Regions from separate parts of the Mus musculus genome. Here region 1 is linked to region 2. The links are chromatin contacts, called in public HiChIP or PLAC-seq maps. All regions are on one chromosome and are shown on one strand. The core of a region is the stretch at or near the end of the contact, and the rest is flanking DNA. Distances in the headings are between cores, read along the strand shown.

Region 1 (6,999 bases), core at 1,089-3,588, 250 kb after region 2:
CTCTTTCCTGGACGTCAGTCGATATATCCGAACACCCACTCAACATCTTGACTTAGATGTCTAACAGGCATCACAAACTCCACAAATCCAAAGTCCCTAAGCCACCCCCTCCCCAAACCCTCTCCACCCACAGCCTCCCTACGGCACCAGTAACACCTCTAGCCTACTGCTCATCTGAAATATTTGGTGCCTCCTCCACCCTCCCCCCCCCATGTCCAATAAAGCAGCTTCAGCTGGATCCACACTCTGGCCACTGTCCCTACTTCCCTGCTAAGCCACACCACCCCCCAGTGCAAGCCACTGTCACCATATAAGGTGCCCAACATTATGAGCACATTATTTCCTGAGTCTCCCAGGTCCCATTTCTGTCACCCTACCCGCTCTCTCTAGTTGGGGGCAGGATGGCTGGCCAGTGAGCCACTAAGAATCTGCTGTTTCTGCCTCATTGATGCTCAGAGTTCAAGAGCTCACTCGCTCAGTTCGCTCACCCTCCTGCCTCACCTTTCATGTTTGTGTTGGAAATGGAACTCAGGTCCTGGCTCTTGCATGACAAGAACTTTACTCACTGAACGAGCTGTCTTCTCAGCCCCAGATCTGTTTAGTATGGAACCGCAGAGCCTTTGGAAAAATAGTTCAAGTCTCTTGTGCTCAGAACCACGCAACGATCTTCCACACCATGCAGAGCAAGGTCCCTCAAGATGGCCGACAAAGCTCTCTGTGATCTGCACATCCTCTCAGCTCCGTGCATTTGACCTTTGCCCTAGCAGCTCCGTCCTGCCCTTGAGACTGTGGGCTCCGTCTTCTGAGCTCTGCTCAGTCAGTAGATCCCAGAGCTCAGTAGATCACTCTCTCTAAACAGCTCCTCCACCACTTGTCTCCTGGACTGACAACCTCATCTCTACCATGGCTGTTCAAATTTTCTTTTGTCTGTGAAACCACCCTACACATCCCATTTTCCACTGCTGTGCACACCCTCTGAGGCATGCTCATTCCACTCTTGCCAGATCTACCTTACCTTTCATCTCTTCCCCAATTTTCAGAAAAAACAAAAGAAAACAAAACAAAAACAAAACAAAACAAAAAAACAAAACAAAACAAAACAAAAAAAACACCCAACATAGTAGACTTCGGAATTACAGTTAATGTTTTTCTATGCTCTGGAGACAAAATGAGTCTGTTCTGCCTACTGGTGGGCTCTGTGCACCATTCAGATGTCTGCCCTAGTTTGCTTCTCTGTTGCTGTGATAAAACATTGACTGAAGCAGACTTGGGGAGGAAAGGCTTTTCTTCCTCTTAAAGGTTACAGTCCATCATAGAGAGAAGCTACAGTAGGAACGCAAGGCAAGCGCTTGAAGCCGACACCACACACAGAGCACCACCATTTCCTGGCTTGCTCTCAGGCTCACAATTCAGTATCGTTCTCTTTTAGGCCAGGCCCACCTGCCTAAGGTTGGTACTGCCCCCAGTGAGCTAGGCCCTCTTATATCTCTCAGTAATCAAGAAAACTCCCCACAGACATCCCTGCAGGCCAAGCTGATGGAGGGGATTTTTCAATTTAGGCTTCCTCTTCCCAGGTATGTCAAGCTGACAACCGAGAAGCGCCATCATAGTGTCTGAGCAGACACTTAATAAAAGTGGAATGTCAAATGTTTGTCAGAGTTTGCCAGTGTGTCCAATTGGTACAACGAGGTGCGTGGCCCAGGACCAAGCAACAATGATACGAAGCCAGGAGTTCTTTGAGTTACATACAAGAGTTGTGTGAAGCTTCCCGAGGAGGGTAAAAAGAGGGCTCTTTCAAGGAACTCAGGACGGAGCTGGCAAGATGCCACCAAGCCTGACAACCTAGTTCCATCCCTTGGGATCCACATGGTAGAAGGAAAAAAATTGAATCCCTCATTGTCCTCTGACTAACACGCACGCACACATACATGCACACACACACACACACACACATGCATGCACCTACACATGCATGCACACATGCACGCACCATGACATGTATTTCCCCACACCCATACACAGTTAAATAAATAAGTATGATTTTATGGGTTTAAAAAAAAAAAGCCAAGATGAGTGGGCCTCACCAGGGTCCTCAAAGAAATAATTCTGAATACAGATGTTCAATAATAATAACAGAAATTCCCCTTTTAGTGTGTGACTCTTTTGAAGATGTGTATGCTGCCTTCCAGTGATGGACATGATGGACTTTAGGGTTCCCCATTCGTAGCTAAGAAAAGGAGGCTCAAAGAGACAGGCAGGCTTGACAAGTACATAGCTAGGAGGTGAGTGGGCCGCCACATTTGCCAAGGCTTGAATTCCCTCCCCGCTCCCATGAACTCCAGTATGACTCAGTGGCTGACAGAGGGAAGGACAAACATCAATAGCCTTGCGTAGTCAGAGCAGCTGGGGTTGTCGCTTTTCAGAAATAGCTAATCTGGAAGACTCTCCAGAGGCTGAGATCATTCCAAGAGATGCCAACTCGAATTCCTTCCTACAGTCCAGTCCCTGTTCAGGCACCCAGAACATTCTCTGGACGTTTGCAGAATGGAGTCTTTCAGTGACCTCACCAGAGGCCACCCTTCCCCTCTGTTCCCTATCCCAAAATGATGTCCCTTCCTCGAATAGTGAGCCGGCCTACTTGACTTCTGTTCTTCCCTCCCCTACCCCTTTGTGTGTATGTGCTTATGTGCAAGTGTGTATGCATGTGTGTGTGTACATGGATGACGGAGCCAGAGAACAGTTTCAGCTGCCATTCCTCAAAGGTTGTCCATCTTGTTTTCGAGACAACTCTTGCTTGGCCTGGGACTCAGCAAGTAGACTAACCTGGATGGCCAGTAAGCATCAGCACCTGCCGTCCTCCCCAGCATTTACAGAGGACCAGACTCGGGTCCCTCAAGCTTTGTAAGGCTTTACTGTCTAAACTATTTCTGCAGCTACATTTTAACTCCTCTCCTAGGAGGTTATAAACCCAATAATGGGCCTGGCAACGTAGCTCAGTGGATAAAGACACCTGCTCCAGGCCTGATGTCTTAAGTTCAATCCTGAAAACCCTGATGGTAGAAGGAGAGAACCGGCTTCCAAAAGTTGTCTTCTGACCTCCATGTGTATACCGTGGCATGTGTGTGCTGCCCCTGACACATGCATAAATTAATTAATGCAATAAAAAATTAAAGATCAATAATAATCAGAAGAGTGAGCCTGACATTTTAACTAAAACAATAGCATTGAAGGCCAAAGGGCTTCATGTTGACAAGACAGAGGCCACACTGAGCGCATTAGGCTGCCAGCAGAAGGGAGCTGTAACTGTGCCCAGCTGACAACAGCTGCATACAAAGCAGGCCATTCACACTAACAAGTTTTTTAGAATTCTATAGTGTGTAACTTGGACTCCTTGGGGTTGTTTTGTCTAAGTCCACGGATGCTGGCCCACCCTTTCGCCGGCAGGGGCTGTGGTGCCTCTAGAGTGCATTCACAGAAGTCCCCCAGAGCCGACCATCTTGGGAGGGATGCTCTTAATAAATACTACTGGAAATGCTTGCACTGCTGTGAAACTTATCATTTGGAATGCAACCCTGGGCTCTGTGTGTGTTCCGTTGTACAGTGCTGGTACTTGTTGCCTCTCTCTCTCTCTCTCACTCTCTCTCTCTCTCTCTCTCTCTCTCTCTCTCTCTCTCTCTCTCTCTCTCTGTGTGTGTGTGTGTGTGTGTGTGTATGTGTGTGTAGTGCTAAAAAAGACCCAGCCAGAGACAGGTGGTTCTCAGAGCCCCGCGGCTGAAGGGGCTCAGTCATATCCAGTCGATTCCCATGTGAGAATTCAGGGCTCAAATATGTGATCTCAAAGCTGGCACGGCAAGCCAGCATGGACACAATCCGAAGTCCACGGAGGCCTCCTTATGATTCCTGTAGAGTCAGTGATTCTCATCTAGTTGGCCTTTGCTCTGTGGTCCTCTGTGGGCCTGGTGCTCGGCTTTCATGTGCTTCTACTTGTTGCTTTGCTTGTTTGAGATGAGGTCTCAATATAGCCCAGGATAGCTTCAAATTTTCTATGTAGCTTAGGATGACCCTGAATTCCGATCCTCTTGCCTCCATCTCCCAAGTTCTGGGCTTTGAGGTGTGTGCCGCCACACATGAGGTGGATGTGGTGTGTGTGGTGCTGGGGACTGAACCCATGACTTCCTGCATGCCAGGCAAGCATACACTGAACCACATCCATTTTGCAGTGTTCAGCAGCTTCAGTCACTTTGGCACTCCCTCCGTCTCTCTTTTTCCTGGTGGGCACTCTCTCAATAGTTACACTGATAGTCGACCCTGAGCCCTTACTAAGCCATGGGCAAGGCAATCCGTGCTTCCCTGTAATGGCCGATGACTCCTCCTCCACATGCCTTCCCACCATCTCATGTCGTGTGATATGGTAATGGCCAGCCACAAGTACTATTTAGATTTAAGTCAAGGTTAACCTATATAAATAGAACTAAAACTTCAGCCCCGTTTGCATTAGTTATATTTCAGGTGGCCAGAGATAATAAGACACATGTTTTAAGAATACTGCTTCCAGCTGCCCTGGAAGAAACACTTTTCAAATCTGATTGGTCCACAGGCCAATAGTGAGTCTGGTAAAAAGATAAGAACTTTTTACTCCTAGAATAGAACTGTGCAAGCATGCTCACTATACCTTCTTTCAAACCTTCACGGGCCCAGGTTCAGAGCACTTGCCTTAAGTGTTCATCAAGCATAAGCACTGGACATGTGTGTATGTGTATATGTGTGTGTGTGTGTGTGTGAGAGTGTGAGTGTGTGAGAGAGTGTGTGAATGAGTGTGTGAGAGTGTGTGTGTGTGAGTATGTGAGAGTGTGTGAGAGTATGTGTGAGTGTGTGTGTGTGTGAGAGTATGTGAGTGTGTGTGAGTGTGTGTGTGTGTGCGCGCGCTCACTCGAGTGCATGCGTGCACGCCTGAGGGGGGGAGTTGTTGCTTGTGTGTGCCCATGTATGTGGAGGAAAGAAGACACTCCCAGATGTCACGCCTCAGGAGCCATCCACCTTACTTTTTGAGACAGGGTCTCTCACTGGCCTGGAGCTCATCAAGCAGCATAGATTGGCTGGCAGGCCAGTGAGCCCCTGGGATCTGCCTGTCTATGCCTCCCAGTTCTGGAGTTACAAACATGAGTCATTGATGCTGTGCTTGGTGTATTGGGGGAGGGTGTTGTCGTTTATTTATTTGGTTAATTTGTTGGGTTTTTTATATTTATTTTATCTATTTATTTTATATTTATTTTTATTTTATTTTACCTAAATGAATGCTTTGCCTGCATGATTATCTGTGAACCCTGTGTGTGCTCAGCGCCTGCAGAGGTCAGAAGATGTTGGCTCCTCTGAAACTGGAGTTAAGGATAGTTGTGAGCCACCTTGTGAGTGCTGGCACTAGAACCCATGTCACATGCAAGAGGAACAAGTGCTCTTAGCTGCCGAGCCATCTCCCCTGCCCCTGTCTTTTCGATGTGGGTTTTGGGAACAGATTCAGGCTGTCGTGTACTTGCAAGGCAAGCTCCTTATTGACTGAGCCATCTCCCCAGATCAAGTTTCCATTCTTCTTAGAAATAAAATAAACCTCTCGGGGAAAGAGTATGTCAAGTGGCTCTCAGCCATCTGTCTCCCAGAGTGAGCGAATTCATCATGTGCTCTTTGGAGCCTCGTTATCTAGTCTGGAACAAGAGGAAGAAGCTGAGAGCGCTAGGATTTTGGTGACTGAGGGAGAAGAGAGCAGAGATGAGGCAAGGCACATTAGTCCTACAGCCTCCCGTGTGCTTTGCAGTGGTTCTGGGATCCAGTGCGTCCCACACCACACGAATCCCGAGCAAGTTCCGAATGGAAGCTGAGCTTGCTGTGAGAGAGTGGGAGACTTGAGAGGCCTAATCCCCTGAACTTCTGTGGCAGGTGTGGCCCACCACATTCTGAGGGAGAGAGGCAGGTGACACCAAGTCAGTCCTCTGTTGCTTCAGCAATAGGAGCAAATATCAATGGCCGACATTTGCTGGCAAGGAGGCTTGTTTATGTGGTACACTGGTGACACATTTGTTCATGTTTAGCATCCTAACAGCCACGAGGAGCAGATCCTATGCTTACACCCATTTCACAGAGGGTAACTGAGATTTGGAGAAGAGAATAGTTTGACCAGTGATGGAGCTTAGTTCAGGTGAGGTGTCCTTAGCCTCGAGGCCAGTGTGGGCTCTTTGGGATCAGATTTCAGGAGAGTCATGCAAAGAGCTAGACACTTAGGGGTCCATGTCAGGCAATCCCCCACCTACGGACATCATGGGGATGTTTAAGGCAGTCTCAGCGGGGTCCAGGCCATCTAAGTGGCTGTGTCCTGCACCATCCCTGGGATGTCCAGTACAGGCATCCCTGCTGGTGACCATCAGCTCTTTCACAGGCAGGTTTTAGCTCCTTTCCTCCCTTTCTTAACTTCACCGATATCCATGGTCCTACCCTTAGCTTAGGACCTTAGACACAATAGCTTATGTGTCCTACACATAGGCCCACCTAGGGACCACTGTCAGTGAGCTCTTGGCCTGATGACACAATGATTTCCCTAACTGTATATTAACCTCCATCCATAGTCTCCATGATGGATGGCAAAGCCACAGGTCCTGAAGCCCCTCCTCTGAGGTGGTGCTATATTTGCATATGATTTGCATATCTCTTTACTTCCTCTCACCCTTCACAGCATCTCCACACTCCATAAGCTACCCCAATAAAACGACACGATGGGACGTAAATAGTTGTGCTATTATGTTTAAATGCTCTGCTAAAGGATAGTAAGGGAGAGGGCCAGTGCTTCTTCAATACAAACCCAATATGTTTTTTTCCAAATATTTTCAAACCATGGGTGATTGAATTCCTGCACTTGAGACCCATGGACAGCAAGTGCTGGACCATGCCAGGCTGCTATGGGAACTGAATGAGACAATGTATTGGCAAGAGTGACAATGGCCCAGTGTATTT
Region 2 (6,198 bases), core at 1,668-4,167:
CTCATTTTGGTTTGTTCGGCTTTTTTCCTTTGCAGATTGGCTTTCTTTGTCCCACCTTCCCTAGGTCTAAAAGTATTCAGTTCAACCAGGACATGATACTTGGATGATGCTTTCGAGTTCCTAGAAAAAGAATCTGATTGGCCCCTGATTAACCAATGAGGTGCCTTTCCTCAGTTCAGGTCTGTGTCAGTCAATTTCTGTTGCTGTATTAATACCACAGGCCGTCGGCTTATGAAGAAGAGAGGTTGGCTTCCACTCTCAGCTTTGGAGGCTTCAATTCTGCTTCCTGCTTATCCTCTAAGCTTTGGGGGCCGTGCTGAGGTAGCATGCCATGGTAGGCAGGGCAGAGGACATCAGAACTATTTGTCACATGGTCAGGGTGCTGGGAAGGGAAAGTGGAAGGGGCAGAGCTCCACAATTCCCTTCAAGAGCGTGTATCCAAAGGACCTAAAGACCCCCAGATAGGCTGCACTTGTAAGAGATCGGCTCAGGACCCACAAGACCAAGTTCTCAGCACAAAAGAGATTTATTTGCCCCCAGAGAGACAGAAGGCAGGGATAAGGGACAGTAGCCAGGGGATGAGGGAGAAGAGGAAGGGAACAGGGGAAAGAGGACAGGGCTATTTGTCCCAGATTGCCTCTGGGTAGAGAGGAGACAGATGTGACACACAGGCATGTGGTGGTTTATAAAGGTAAAAGGGGAAACCCTGTGTTAGGATGAGGCATTTAATTTTGATTGGGCATGCTAAGTAGGTGAGCCAAAGGGGCTTTTGATTGCTGCATCTCAATACTTTGAGAGCTGGACCTTGGTAAACAGCCATAGAAGGAGGAAGAAGCCAAGTAAGGGAATAGACCATGGTGGCTAGCTTTAGGATTGTAATCTACTGTGATTTTTTTTTTTTTAGCAAGGCAGAGAGAATAAGGGAGAAGGGCAAGGCCTGCCAGAGTCATGTTTGCCAGACTGAGCTGGCCAGAGTCCCTTCAGCATTTCCTGAAGGTTCCACAACCTCTTCACGTATAACCCCAGGAGTAATCCCTTACCACATTGGCTTTGGCAGAATTCTCAAGGCTGAGTCAGAACAGCATCTCTGTTTCATCAGTTATAGCCAAGAATGGGTTGTGGCCAAAGGGACGATGTAGACGAGAGGGTGTTCCTCAGAGAAGAGAGCACTGACGAGGTGGGCATGTTTGCTACAGTGTCAGAAGATAAGGAACCCAGATGGCTTTGCCATTGGATGAAATAGTCACAGGCTCGCAGAAGATGCCCTCTCTGTATTTTTAACAAAAAAGAACTTCCCAAGCTTGGAGTCCAAGTTGTCACAGGGGCCTACGTGACAGCTGATTTGTAGTCCAGGTTGTCACAGGGGCCTACATAACAGCTGATTTGTGAGGCATTTCTCCCTCATTTACCAAGTCTTCAGAGAGAACAGTTAGTAAAATATGCTAATGGCCAATTTTTGCAAATGACCATTTTGGTGCTCCCAGACCATTGGGGCAGGCTGAAGCTAATTTCTAGAATGTCCCCTTGATGATGCTGGCAACCGCTTTAATACTGACCTAGAGTTAGGCCATGGATCCTGTTCCAAAAGTGCTAAGTCTGAATTTGCTTTACTTGTGGGCAATGAAAAGCCACCCTATGTGGGTGCCTTGCCCCTGGATATCCTGTGGCTGTCTAGTCTCAGGAATGGCTGGTTGTGGTGTGGGAAGTTGGGCACAACCTTGTGAGGTAGTCATCTTTAAGCACTTATTAACGCCGCCTTGAGCCTTCATCCCATACTGGCTTCATGAGCTTCTCTGCTCTCCATTGAGATTGGAAGCTATGTATGTGACACTGAATGTGTCCCCCCCACCCCCATCTTTTTTCTGAGACAGGGTCTCATGTGTCCCACATTGGCCTTGAACTCACCATGTAGTCAAAGATGACTCTGAGCTCCTGATTTTCCTGCCTGCATCTCTGGAGTGCCAGGATTACAGACGGTCTCCGTCATATTAGTTTATGTGGTGTTGAGCAAGTAATCTGCCGGCTGAGCCACATTTCCGGCTGATATGCATCCTTCCTCTATATCACCCAGGGCACCCCCAAAGGCTGACGACCACTGTGGCTTTTCCCCGACCACCCCTGCTTTGGGTAGGCCCCCAGAATGATCCTGACACCTATCCCTATACCCAAATATGAATGGAGGTCACCATGGCCCGTCTCCTGGGATGACCATTGAGAACATCTAATGGTGGCATATCATTAGGGCTGCCAAAACCATTCTTTCCAGAGGAGAGAGTTACTCTTAAATATGAACTCATAGCAGCATCAAAGCAAGCCCACAAAAGCCCACAGCGAGGAATTTTTTTTCTAAATCTATGTCATTAAAACATGGTAGGTGCAAGGGCTTGTCTGCAGGCCCCTCCCACTAAGCTACGGTGATTGACGTCCAGTAGGCCTTCATCTGTCATGCTCGGCTGATGAGGGGATTCATCGATTCTCTGCTTAGTCACCCGGGGCCCGTGAGTACCAGTCCCCACAGGCCTTTCCCATAGATGCCAACTACAGGGTTTGGCTAATAGCCCCAGACTTCTTTACCTTCCCTTTTTACTGACCCCACCCCTAAAGGGCAACCTCCCCTAGTAACCTTTCCAGTCGCTGTGACTCCTCTGGAGTGTTGACTGAGCCAGAGAGCATGCTCCCTCTCTCCCCTCTTGTGTTTGCTCAGTGGAGGAGCCAGCCTTAGGTTCCTCTGTCTTTACAGGAGCCTCTCACAGGGAGGGGTTGTGTGTGTGTGTGGGGGGGGGGTTGTTGGGGAGCAAGGGTGGGGGAGGCAGGGTGGCTTCCTGCCCTGCTGTTGGTTATCACAGGCTCTGCTAATGCTGCTCAAACAATATCGAGAAGAACCCAGCTCAATAGCACCAGTGTTAGGCCGCAGAGTCAATATTGGCTAAGCAAACACCAGAAAAGAAGGAGTTGCTATTTGCGTAGCTAGGAGTGCTTGTGTGCTGTGGCTGCCTTGTCAGGGGCCCTTGGAAAGGAAGGAAGGAGGTGGGGTTGTAGGTGGAGGGCCCAGGAGAGAAGGGCTAACAGGGACTCCTACCTAGCGGGTGCCAACAGTCGGCTTCAGGATTCCTTGTGGTACATCTGAGCACATCTAGCAACCTGCCTTCACCCCTCTGCGTTTTCTACCCAGAATGTTAGAGTGGTTGCCAGATGTCCATCGGAGAAGCAGGGAGGGAAAGCCTCCCCCTGCTGAGATCCAACTGGCAGGTTGTTTAGTTAGACTGAGGAACTCAGGGTCAGAGTTGGGAGAAGGTTTCCCTTCCATGTCTCTTGGGCCTCCAGCTCCCCGTTTTTCCTCTGTGTCCACACTGGCAGCCCCCTTGAAAAGAAAACGCAGTGTGCAAGTATTTCTGCAGCCCGAAGGCCATTCAGCAGCTGACCAGCCAGCTGTGGCCACCGCCCGGCCTGGCCTCAAGAAGCGAGGTGGCTGCGTCTCAGCTCATGTCCCATGTTTGTCTCTAGAGAATTTTGGGCTCTCGTGGCTCTGAGTGGTGACCTTCCCAGAACGATGTACCTATTTATAGAAGTCTGTCCTTGGTTTTGCTTCTTCTTCTGGGCCACCAAGGATGGGCCTGGGTGAGCTTGACCCCTGTACGTGGACAAGGCTGGGTTTGTGGGAGGGCATGTGGCAGGTTGGTGGGGGAACAGGCTGTGTCTTGGTTCTTCATGGAACACTGTAGAGTCCCTCTTTGTACTTGATGGGGTGTGTGGTACACAGACTATTTGTAGACTGGGGAAGGCACAAGGCTTGGGCTTCTGGTGCCACAATCACCAGTCCTAGATACCAGATTTGAGCTGGAACACCGGAGACAGTACCCAATGACTTTAGCCATGTCCTAATGTCCTAACCCTCGAGTCTTTGCCACTCAAGGCTCCTGCCACTCCCAGACAGAGGTGAGTTCAGGAATTCAGAGAATGAGGTACCATGCAAGTTTTAGATACTATCCCTCCTCTGGAAGCTGAGTGCTCTGTTGACCCTGGAGCACAAAGGGAGGCCACCCTTGAGCAGTTTTGAGGGTATGTGTGCGTGTATGTGAATGCCTGACCACAAGCTTTGGCTCTGAAACATGGCGTTTTGGCAAGGAGGGAGGGGAAGCTCCTTTGTGCTCACATATGGCAAAGGATGGAGATATGTTCCTGTGTCAGGATTGAAGGCAAGAGGATGTTGGTACAGGGCCATGTTTATGCAGACTGAAGACGGCCCCTCCTCCACCCCACTCAGCCTTCCCCTCACCCCTGGTGATGTGAGGACATCCAAGCAGGTATCTGCCTGTTTGGTTCTCATAGCTGTTAGCCTCTTTCTTGTCCCCAAGCCATTCTTCAGAGCTGCTGCTGATTTCTTCATAGACTTGGTTGGGGCCTGCTTAGCTGAATCGGCCCAAAGATAGAAGTATTTCCTATATGGGTACCCCATTTGTGAGGCCATGTGTGGAAATGGGGTCCTGTCCCCTCCAGAGGTTGATTGTATAAGAAGGGATATCTGGGAAGGCTCGGGACATAGCCCAGCCTAGAGCCTCTCACTGTGGTCTTATCCTGGGCCCTTCACTCCAGGCTCTCTGCAGGTGTCTTTTCCATTCTGGTAGAAGGTAGGTAATGAGACTCATGGTGTCACAGAGTAACCATAGGGACTCAATGGTGACAGGGAGGGCAGCCATGGGCTCCGCACACAGGCCTTAGGACCCAGCCTCATTCTTACTTCCTAGGTATTCTGAACCATGTGTCATGATTACGAAGGAAGGAGAGAATAAGCTCCAATTGAAAGCAATTTGATTTCAAATTCACATCCCGCCACTTTGGGCCATACAGGAGCTTTAGATATCCTACCCTTGGGGTGCTACAAGGATGGGAACAGATAGCATATGTGTGGATCATAGATATATCATGGTCTTGATGCCTGAAGCTTAGTCCTCAACACCCTGTGCCTTCCCTCTGATCTTTCCGAGCCTCACAGGCAGCACAGGTTTCACATCGATCAGATGGTCTCTGTAGGACCACACTTTTCATGCCCCAGTGGGCTCTTCTTTCAGGGAAGGGTGACAGGATGCCAGTGATGAGCACCTGATGGCTAGGCTTTAAATGCCAATTCAGAAGCTGTTCACTACCAGGCCAGCGCCTGAGCCCCTGAACTTGCTCCATCTTTGCAACAGGCCTTATGATGTTTAATTTAGAGGTCACAGAAAGTCTGAATGCGGACACAGTTACAGGTCCCGCTTTAGTGTGGTTTAAAGGCACAGCTAGCTCCAGAAGATTCTGATACACAGCAGGTTGTTGGAGTGAAGATGGCTGCTGGGAAATGTCCCATGATCCTGCCCCACAGTGCGGGCAGCTGAGCAACATGTGGCACTGACAACAATAATGTCTTTCATCCCTCTGGGTCCCCCAAGGCCATTTTGTGCTACAGTTACTAGCAGTATTCTCCACTCCCCCCTGCCTGGTCTCCCACTGGGGCCTGGCTCTGTGCTAAGGCTGTTTGCATGCTCCCTGCACCAGTTGGCAAGAACTACCTCAGAACATGCCAGTCTGTGGCCACAGCATGTTCTCTGATGTCTCTGAAGAGGCCTGTAACATGAGTACTCAATGGAGCAGGTCCAACAAAGAACACAGGATGAAGAAGTCTGGGACTCATGGTCACCTTGCCACTGGACGTGAGGACCACATGAGTGTCTCTAGCCAAGAGATCCTCAGCGTTATAAAGGGGTGGAGAGATGGATCAGCAGTTGAGAGTGCACAGTGCTCTTCTAAAGAATCCACATTCAGTTCCCAGCACCTACATTGAGGGGACTCATAACTGCCTCTAACTCTAGTTCCAGAGAATCTGATGCCCTCTTCTGACCTCTGAAGGTACACACACACACACACACACACACACACACACACACACACACACACAGAAGCAGGGCATGAATGCTATCCCTCTCTATCCCAAGAGGCTGAGTTCCTGGTGGTTTTTCCACCATCAGAGTCCCTGTGGCATCTTGTGAATGGCTGGGTGGAGTGTATACTTCGGGAAGTGCATAGGGACAGGCTAGTGACTCTTTGGGACACACACTTTTGCCTCTCTGTTCAGCTCCATGCCTCCCCCCAGGGGCTGCTTGCCTGATGACAGCCAGAGAGCCTGACTGCCAGGCTACTGTGCTGATGAACGCACACCTTGAG

What was found. HiChIP or PLAC-seq counts read pairs in DNA pulled down with a chosen protein or histone mark.
Region 1: a contact with region 2 is called in a FOXA1 HiChIP or PLAC-seq map of pancreatic cancer cells. The contact joins two enhancer-like sites. A contact is called at or near these places in 4 of 484 Hi-C or Micro-C datasets (CD4 T cells, cerebral cortex, group 2 innate lymphoid cells and 1 more) and 2 of 115 datasets of contacts at active chromatin or transcription factors (embryonic basal ganglia and pancreatic cancer cells).

What each region holds. Positions count from the first base shown.
Region 1 is chr9:61,550,195-61,557,193 of GRCm38.p6, reverse strand. No RefSeq gene overlaps it. Among named protein-coding and RNA genes, the nearest start is that of Gm39350, 42 kb to the left of the region's middle. Within about 2 kb of position 2,338, at least 47 of the 459 cell types and tissues checked have an H3K27ac peak or open chromatin away from gene starts, as enhancers often do. A contact at or near this core is called in pancreatic cancer cells, where this site is marked.
Region 2 is chr9:61,805,465-61,811,662 of GRCm38.p6, reverse strand. The region is part of intron 3 of Gm34828 (a long non-coding RNA gene); the gene reads left to right. Among named protein-coding and RNA genes, the nearest start is that of Gm34828, 14 kb to the left of the region's middle. Within about 2 kb of position 2,917, at least 47 of the 459 cell types and tissues checked have an H3K27ac peak or open chromatin away from gene starts, as enhancers often do. A contact at or near this core is called in pancreatic cancer cells, where this site is marked.